Regions from separate parts of the Zea mays genome. Here regions 1 and 2 are each linked to region 3. Evidence: chromatin contacts called from public Hi-C data. All regions are on one chromosome and are shown on one strand. The core of a region is the stretch at or near the end of the contact, and the rest is flanking DNA. Distances in the headings are between cores, read along the strand shown.

Evidence for each region. Hi-C and Micro-C count contacts between places; a contact is called where the count stands out from the background.
Region 1: a Hi-C map of leaf shows a contact between it and region 3, with 3 times the contacts expected there. The contact joins the enhancer-like site here to the promoter of LOC103653061 in region 3. A contact is called at or near these places in 4 of 25 Hi-C or Micro-C datasets (ear, leaf, root tip and 1 more).
Region 2: a Hi-C map of endosperm shows a contact between it and region 3, with 1.8 times the contacts expected there. The contact joins the enhancer-like site here to the promoter of LOC103653061 in region 3. A contact is called at or near these places in 5 of 25 Hi-C or Micro-C datasets (ear, endosperm, leaf and 1 more).

The regions. Positions count from the first base shown.
Region 1 is chr4:33,215,751-33,218,450 of Zm-B73-REFERENCE-NAM-5.0, forward strand. No RefSeq gene overlaps it. Among protein-coding and RNA genes, the nearest start is that of LOC100501754, 9.6 kb to the left of the region's middle. Within about 2 kb of position 1,336, at least 17 of the 20 cell types and tissues checked have an H3K27ac peak or open chromatin away from gene starts, as enhancers often do. A contact at or near this core is called in ear, leaf, root tip and 1 more, where this site is marked.
Region 2 is chr4:33,501,466-33,504,165 of Zm-B73-REFERENCE-NAM-5.0, forward strand. No RefSeq gene overlaps it. Among protein-coding and RNA genes, the nearest start is that of LOC100286026, 14 kb to the right of the region's middle. Within about 2 kb of position 1,311, at least 16 of the 20 cell types and tissues checked have an H3K27ac peak or open chromatin away from gene starts, as enhancers often do. A contact at or near this core is called in ear, endosperm and tassel, where this site is marked.
Region 3 is chr4:33,344,284-33,346,983 of Zm-B73-REFERENCE-NAM-5.0, forward strand. LOC103653061 (zinc finger CCCH domain-containing protein 56-like) reads left to right here and starts at 1,395. Exons shown (of 1, transcript NM_001370970.1): 1 at 1,395-2,342. The coding sequence starts at 1,656. The coding sequence ends at 2,303. It overlaps LOC103653060 (a long non-coding RNA gene), which reads right to left and starts at 65. Exons shown (of 4, transcript XR_565223.4): 1 at 1-65.

The DNA of each region.
Region 1 (2,700 bases), core at 86-2,585, 130 kb before region 3:
AATGTAAAGATACAAACGTTGCAATTAATCATACCCGTATTATTGAGCCTTGACATGAAAGATTCCATCTAGTATTGCACTATCGTACTAGCACATACATACATACACGTACGCACCAAAACACTCCGGCCGTCGGTGTGCAGTGTGAACCGAACTACCAAGCCCGTACATACACACTAACACTAGCTTCTCTGGCCTCTCCCTCTCACTCTCTCGAGGACACAACAGTAGACGACATGATTCTCTTTCTCTCTCTCCACATATCATCCATGATTGCTAGCTGCTTCAAGCAACAAGCAAGCTAAGGTTTACTACCAAGCACCAACGCAACAAGCAGGCGACATGATCCCAATTATACATAGCCAAGTGGGCTGTACTATATGGGACCGATCCCTCAGTGTCTGGTTCGGCTTTTGTCTTACGAGTTTTTATAAAAATCTAGCGGTGAAGAGAATTCGACAGTTGAGAGAATTTTAGTATAGTAAGGTAAAGAGTCAGATCTACGATGCGATGGATTTTTCCTATCATAACAAACTCGAGTCATTCTATGTTCACGTTGATTTGAACAATATTCACCAAAACGATTCTCGCTTATAAGGTGAACCAAAGCATGCACTTCGTTTTTTCTTGGCACCTGTTCAGCTGGTTCGTTTGTTGTCTAATTTCTATTTAACGAGGATTGAAGGGTGTTTTTCTTTGTCAGATCAAGAATAGCCGAATCGTTTTGTAAAATTAAATTTGATTATTTTTAGAAGAAAAACGTCTTCAATAGACCAAAATGACTGTTCAGATTTAGTAGCTTTCCACCTCTCTTCATTCAATCTCTATTTTTGAATAGCTTGCTTTACTCATCATTCAGTTTGTTAGTTTACAATAATCTGCTGGAATAGTCTACTTTTTTTAAAAAAAAATTATTTTAGATAAATGCTGAATCTTTTGAAGTTGTCCTCACGGTATTTATGGACGTGCACATGAGGAGGGTAGTAGACGGAAATTTTGTCTTCCTATATCCACCGTTCGTCTTAATAGCGTGTTGATTTACAGTAATGAATTGTTTTTTTTATAATAAACAATCGGCAAAATTCATATTGCTCTCAAGTTCGTGTCAACAGATCAATGGATAGCCTTTGCAGCGCCTAGTGTTTTTGTGTTGATCGTCCACTTTTAACGGCGCCTCCGTTTCAACGTCTCAACTCTCAATCGTTGCCATTTGCCACTGGACCCGGGCTGAGAGGGTACGTCAGAGGCCCGTCGTTGCGGGGTTGCTTCCTCTTACTGGGCCTGGCCTAACAGGCGCAAGCCGTTACACGCGGCCTGCTAAAGTCCGCTGGCCGGCGGGACACGGACACGAGCACGAAACGCTGGGCCACGGTTATCCGTTTCCTTTTCAGCGTGAGGCTGGGACCGTGACAGTCGGCTGCAGCCCGTTCCCTCCGTGTGAGGTCGGCCCATATACTGCATATAACTTCAGCCTATTTTTTCTTTAAAAAAAGCTGTGCTGCAGCATATAACGTCAGATGTTTGTGCCGCACTACAATTTAGTTTAATGGTTAACAATGTAACTCTCAATTTCCTTCAATCTACGAGGCACATTGGCAATGTTATCAGGTTCATCCGTCGCCCAGCTTACCAACAAGATTTGTCTACAGCATTCATGTTGTTGAGGAAGCTACGAAATAGTCTTTTTCAGGGCCGTGCCGGCAAAACTGAGGGCCCTGTGCAAACTCTAGAATAAGGCTCACCATTACAATACTATAAAATTTAGAATATATTAGATAACATTAAGATATATATATATATATATATATATATATATATATATATATATATATATATATATATATATATATATATATATTCAATTTTTGGTTGCATAATTTTCACTTAAATAACTGTTTTTAGTGTTTCTTGAAATAAATTCTTCAATTATATGCTCATATTATTCGTATCTATTTGGCCATCTCAAGGACCATTGTTAGCATTATTATCAAGTGTTGGGCCTTGATTAAATGACTGAGGGCACTTGTGTTTTTCAATAGTAAATATATTTATAGCTTTCTTCTGAGACTGAATTAAATCTTCTATGCTTATGTCTTTTGGAACGAGAATCAGGCATGGTCGATAGTTGGATCTTGGAATACTAGACCAAATGGTGCACATACATAGAAAAGATAAATGCAATAAAATTATTTAGTTTATAAGGATGTCCAATAATAATTGAAAAGGTCTAATCAATTTATATTTCAATATAAATTCAAACAAAGTAACAAACCTAGTTAAAGAAAAAAATATTTAAAATTTTACCTTGCTTTCTTGGTGGCCTAATGCACACAGAGGCAGCGACACAACAGGCTTGCCTGGCCACCACTCACTAGTAACTTGTGGCAGACTACACAGTGCAAACATGCACTCATACTCTCCTAGCATACTACTAGCCTACTAGGCTAGCACACGTTGAGACTCCGGCAGACGCCGTGACTGTCAACCGGTATAGACAACATTGACTAACAAAATTACGTGAACAACAGACTGTAGCTTTGAAAATTTTGGGGCCCTCAGGACTTGGAGGCCCTGATCCACTGAACAGCTAGCACCCCCTCTCGCACGGCCCTGGTCTTTTTCAACCCGCTTATCTTCTCCTGCTCACCACCAAGGTAGTAGGTCGTTAGATGGTTTCACTAAGTCACAAAGGGCAATACA
Region 2 (2,700 bases), core at 61-2,560, 160 kb after region 3:
TTATATATAAAATATGTGTTATATTGTTATAAGAAAAAATCCATTTATGATCCTCGCTATACATAAATTTAGTTATTTTAATCTAGTTGTTTCACCACTATATTACAATCACTAGTACCATGCGGACTTCAATATATGCCACGATTTGCATGGTCTCGTCGTTGGAGAGCATGTCCCACACCAACCGGAAGAAGATCCCTCGTGCGTCGTCAGTCATCAGACATACACCACCATACGCGCTTGCTTAAACAAAAGGCAAGTATGTGTGTTTGCGAAGAGAATTAAAGGCAGGCCGACACAAAAAGTTGTCCCGACGACGAGGATGACGAACTGGTTATTGCTATCGGTCCGCCTCTACATCACCTCTGGCGTCGAGATGACGCCATAATCCTTGATATAGTAGTCGTCGAACGCGCGCGATACATGGTGAGTCCCGACGACTCTTGGCTGGGCTGCCAGACGAAGTGCACCACATGCTCATCAGCAAGGTAATACACCTAGCCGTTGCACCACTAGATGTGCTACTCCTCTGCATACATCATGTTCGAGGACACTCACACAACGTTAGCAACGACCGCCGTCCCAGCGCACAAGAATTCATGGCCAGTCAGTAGTGACTTACGTGGCAGGTTGGGCTTCAGGTGGACGACGAGCTGGACGGCGTGATGGCGCCGTCGTCGGATGCGGTGCCCAGAACAATTCGGGAGTCACCGACGTTGGCAACGACCATGAGGTCCCCTGCTTGACGATGGATAATGCGGTGCAGCCGCTCTAGACCGCGTCCAAGCGACGGTTGCGCTGGAGCTTGTTGTCCACAGCGATGCATGTGGCCACATAGGATGCAATGCTCTTCTTTAAATACTACTCCCTCAATCAAAAAATATAATTTAAGAATCTTAGTGATACTTATCTACTATTACGTATTGTGCAAGGGTAGCAGGTGAGTTTGTGGAGAGATGTAGATAAAGACACACATATGTGTAGCGATAGCTACTACTCGAATTGGTCTGAGGGGGCGTGAGTTAGAATCCCTTGCGACTATGTGTTTTTTTTTAATTTTAGCTAGAATGGGTGTGAGCTGTGCGGAGGAGGAACGGGAAAGGCATAATAAGAAACAAGAATGTCAGAATAGAAGACTATTCTTGCAGCATTAACAAACACTATAGATAGAGATACACATGTAGCAGGCGTGAAAGGTAGTCCCGGTCCTGTTTGGACTGCGCGTGGGGGCGCTTCTGCCATGCATACGTGTGGCACGTGTGCATGTGCGTGCGTGGCGCGTGCGGGACATGGGATGGGAGCTGGGCACGTAGGCCTGCAGGTGTCGGCCACCACACGAGGGAGCCCATTCCTCTCGCCTCGGTAGTCGGGACTCGCCATGTATAGCCAGCGCCAGCTATAGTGAAAAGACTGGGGGTAGCTGCAGGAGAGGCAGTAGCCAGCGCCCCCCGTGGATCTCGGGCGGGTCAGCACCGCAGCACCTGCACACCAGCAGCCCAGACCCACCCCGCCCGCCGTCCAATCGCTACCGGTCAAGTCCAGCAGCTCGATGGCTGGCGTCGCCTCGCCGCTGCGCGTAGCGGCTCATCGATCAGCACGGCATGGCCGCGCGTGTGCGTGCGTGCGCGCCTGCCTGTATTTGCGGCAGCACCGGTCAGAGTCAGATGCCCCGATGCATGCGCGAGCGCGATGCGGTCAAGTGCGTGCAGCCAGGTTAGGTAGGCACTAATAGTGCTGGGAATCTGGGCCGGGCTTTCGGGCCAGCACGAGCACGGCTCGAAAATAAGAGCTCAAAGCACGGGCCGGCACGAAATAATATGGACCGGGCTAGCACGGCCTGAAAACGGATCTGGGCCGGGTCTCAAATTCCGATCCGTCGGGCCCCCGACACGGCCCGTATAGATGGGTCGGACTTGGGTCGGCACGGCCCAATTAAGCGCAATTTATTTAATTTCTTTAATTTAGTAAGATGTCGACTTTATATTGTTGTTATATTTGGAGTTTATGTGGTTAAATGATGCTAGAATTGTTTAATATCTTTAATTTAGTAAGCTATGAACTTTATATGGTTATAATATTTTAATTTTATGTGGTCAAATATACGGGCCGGGTTTGAGTCGACACGGCCCAACGAAGACACGACGTGGTTTAGGACTAGGCTGAGCCACTGTTTTTACGCTTCGGGCTGGCACGACACGGCCCAAAAATTGTTTGAGCTTTTCTGGCCCGAACCCGTTTGGCACGATGGGCTTGGGCCGGACTGGCCTGGCCTGGCCCAATTCCTAGCACTAGGCACTACTCCCACGGCTGCCATGCCGTCGTGCTTCGTGCGTGCCACGCTCCCTCCGCTGTCGATCGATCGTCGTCGTCGTCGTCTCGGACGCACACTCCTGCATCCTCTTGCCTGCCAACCAGCCATGCTTTTTATACGTACTGTGCTGGTAGCGAATATGGCCTAGACTAGTTAGATATGCTGTGCTGGTGGACAAGCATTTACTATGGCTCGAGAGAATCTATGGTCCAAGCAAAGACAATTGCACTTTGGGATTCACCTAGCTTGCTGCTGATCTATGGACAAAGCGCCGACGCATAGCATCTCGTTGTGGTGCGCACGCAAGGCGCATGCGCCGATGCGCGTTTTTGTCATCGAGGGCCGGCTTTAGGGTAAATACCGATACGATGTTTGTTTACATTCTTTCT
Region 3 (2,700 bases), core at 145-2,644:
TGGCGGACAGCGAGGCTTGCGCAAGGAAGGGGGCGGGGGCATGGTGAAATGGTGTGGACGCCCACACTGAAATGGCGAGGCTTGCGCGAGGAGGCGATAACGCGCGACGCAGGGAGACCTTCCTGGTCGGACGGACGCCAGAGCGGTCAGTATCACGGGCGGGGGCACGACGGGGGTGTGGACGCCCTCGTTGCACGCTTATAGAGTAGTAAAGATGTATATTCCTTATTACACTCGTGCTTCTTTACCGTAAATAACATCCTTGGACTTGTTTTGGAGACCATTTTTTATTAAAAAACCATAAAAGTTAACTTTCGGGGTTTTTGAAAAAAATACTTTTATAGCCTTTTTCGACAAGAAATAACGATCGTATGTTCATAGATCATTGATGACAGACTCCTATTCCTTACTTCACTCATACTCCTGTTTCCTTCCTACAAAATAACGGTCGCATGTCAAGTTGGCGATGCAATGGAAGCTGTTTCCATTTCAGTGGTGCTGGGCCAAGCATGCAGTCGAGGCTAGCTACATCAGGACCATGGGCTGACGCCAACCCTAACCAACACAGGGGAAGGAGAAGCCCCAAATGTCATGTCGCCTTTGCTCGGCCGGTCCAGTTCAGCAGCGCTATCGTGCCTCGACGATGGCGGGAAACGTAGCGTGCACGAAAGACGGGCAGCGACTAGCGAGCGCTTAGGCCAGCGTAGTACCCGCAACGGCGGGGTAGGGTGCGTCGAAGTGGAGATTGCGACCTCGAGGGGATTGATTAGTCTTGTTTGTTTATGTCGGATTGCACTGGCCGGCTAATCAAAATTTATATAAATTAGAGAAACAATCTGACAAAGAATCGTTCCGACCCATCAATCCGACACAAACGAAAAAGGCCTTAAGGCGCGTTCGTATCTGCCGGATTGCCATGTTTTCAGCCTCCTTCCAGGTTGAACAAATCCATCTGATTTTGACCCGGATTAGTTGTTCGTTTTGATCCGGATTGAGAACAAATCCATCTGATTTTAATTCCCCATTCTCACTTCTCCACCTAGAATAAATCCAAGTGTCCTCTCACGTGGATCGATTCCTGCTAAGAATGAGTGTTTCACTCGATCCTAGGCTGACAGCTTCCTAGCCTGGCTTTGATTTAGGTTTGCCGAACGGACCCTTAGGGCTTGTTCGTTTATGTCGGATTATACCCGGAATCGTTCCAGCTAATCAAAGTTTATATAAATTAGAGAAGCAATCCGGTTAGGAATCGTTCCGACCCACCAATCCAGCACAAACGAACAAGGCCTTAGTTGTGAGCAAACCAAGTTCCAAATCGCTCACTTTCTTCTATTCTCCCTCTCCAGCTGATTTGGTTGCGGATTTCTTAGATGTGGGGTCTTACTGACCGAATTATCCATCCACGGGTGGTCTGTTTGATTAGGTTCCCTCTCTTCTCCGCGCATGCGTGCGGGGTCGAAAGGTAGGGTTCATACCCCAAAGTTTGTCATTGGGGACAACACCAGCGGCGGCGATGGACTACACCAACGCCATCCACATCATCCCACCCATGGCCTCCGACGCACGGACCAACGCGGCGGCGTCCCCGGGCGAGGACCCCGACATCTGGGCCACCGAGAAAGACTACCGCCAGTGGAGTGCCGACCAGGGCTACAATGACCGGAACCCCTCCTCGCGGACGGGGAGCGAGCAGCCGCTGCCTGGTAAGAAGGCTCACGGCGGGGGCGGCAGCAGCGATGGTGGCGGCGGGAGCAGCACAAGCAAGTCAGCGCCATCGCAAGATGTTCTTCAAGACCAAGCTCTGTTGCAAGTTCTGGGCCAGGACCTGCCCCTACGTCACCAATTGCAACTTCGCCCATGGCATGGAGGAGCTCTGCAAGCCGCCGCCCAACTGGCAGGAGATTGTGGCCACCCACGAGGATGCCACCACGAAGCAGGGAGAGGAGCACCAGATCCCCATTATGACATCCAGAAGTGTCATCGCTGGAGACGATGGCGGCGGCGGCAGGGCATACAAGGGTCGCCACTGCAAGAAGTTCTACACTGAAGAGGGCTGCCCCTATGGCGACACATGCACCTTCCTGCACGATGAGCAGTCCAAGGCACGGGAGAGCGTCGCCATCAGTCTCTTGCCGACGATTGGTGGTGGCGGATACAATGCTGCCTCTGCCAGCGGATCGATGGCGCAAAATTCTTCCAATTGGAAGACAAGGATCTGTAACAAGTGGGAGATGACTGGATACTGTCCGTTTGGGAGCAAATGCCACTTTGCTCATGGATCTACTGTAATACCCAATTTGTAAACAATCTAAAGAGAGTAGATCTCATTATGTGTTTTTGCCCTATACTCATTGTAACCTGGTGATAACCATATATATAAAGAGAACAAATAACTAATAACACCTAAAATAAACCATCGCATCATATTGGATTTTTGTTTGTGCATTTAAAACAATAATAATATGAATAAAAAGTAAAATAATAATGAAGAGGAATTGAGGAAAAAGGAGAGAAAAAGAAAGCATATGAAAATATAAATAAAGTATGTATAATTATATTTCTAAAATTAGTACTTCTAATCTCACAATATAATTTGAGAATAAGTTTGTCACAAGTTTAAATTTAAACTAGGATTAAATTTGAAATGGAAAGGGAGGAGAGGAAATAGAGAAAAATGAATAGATAAAAGAAAAAGACAAA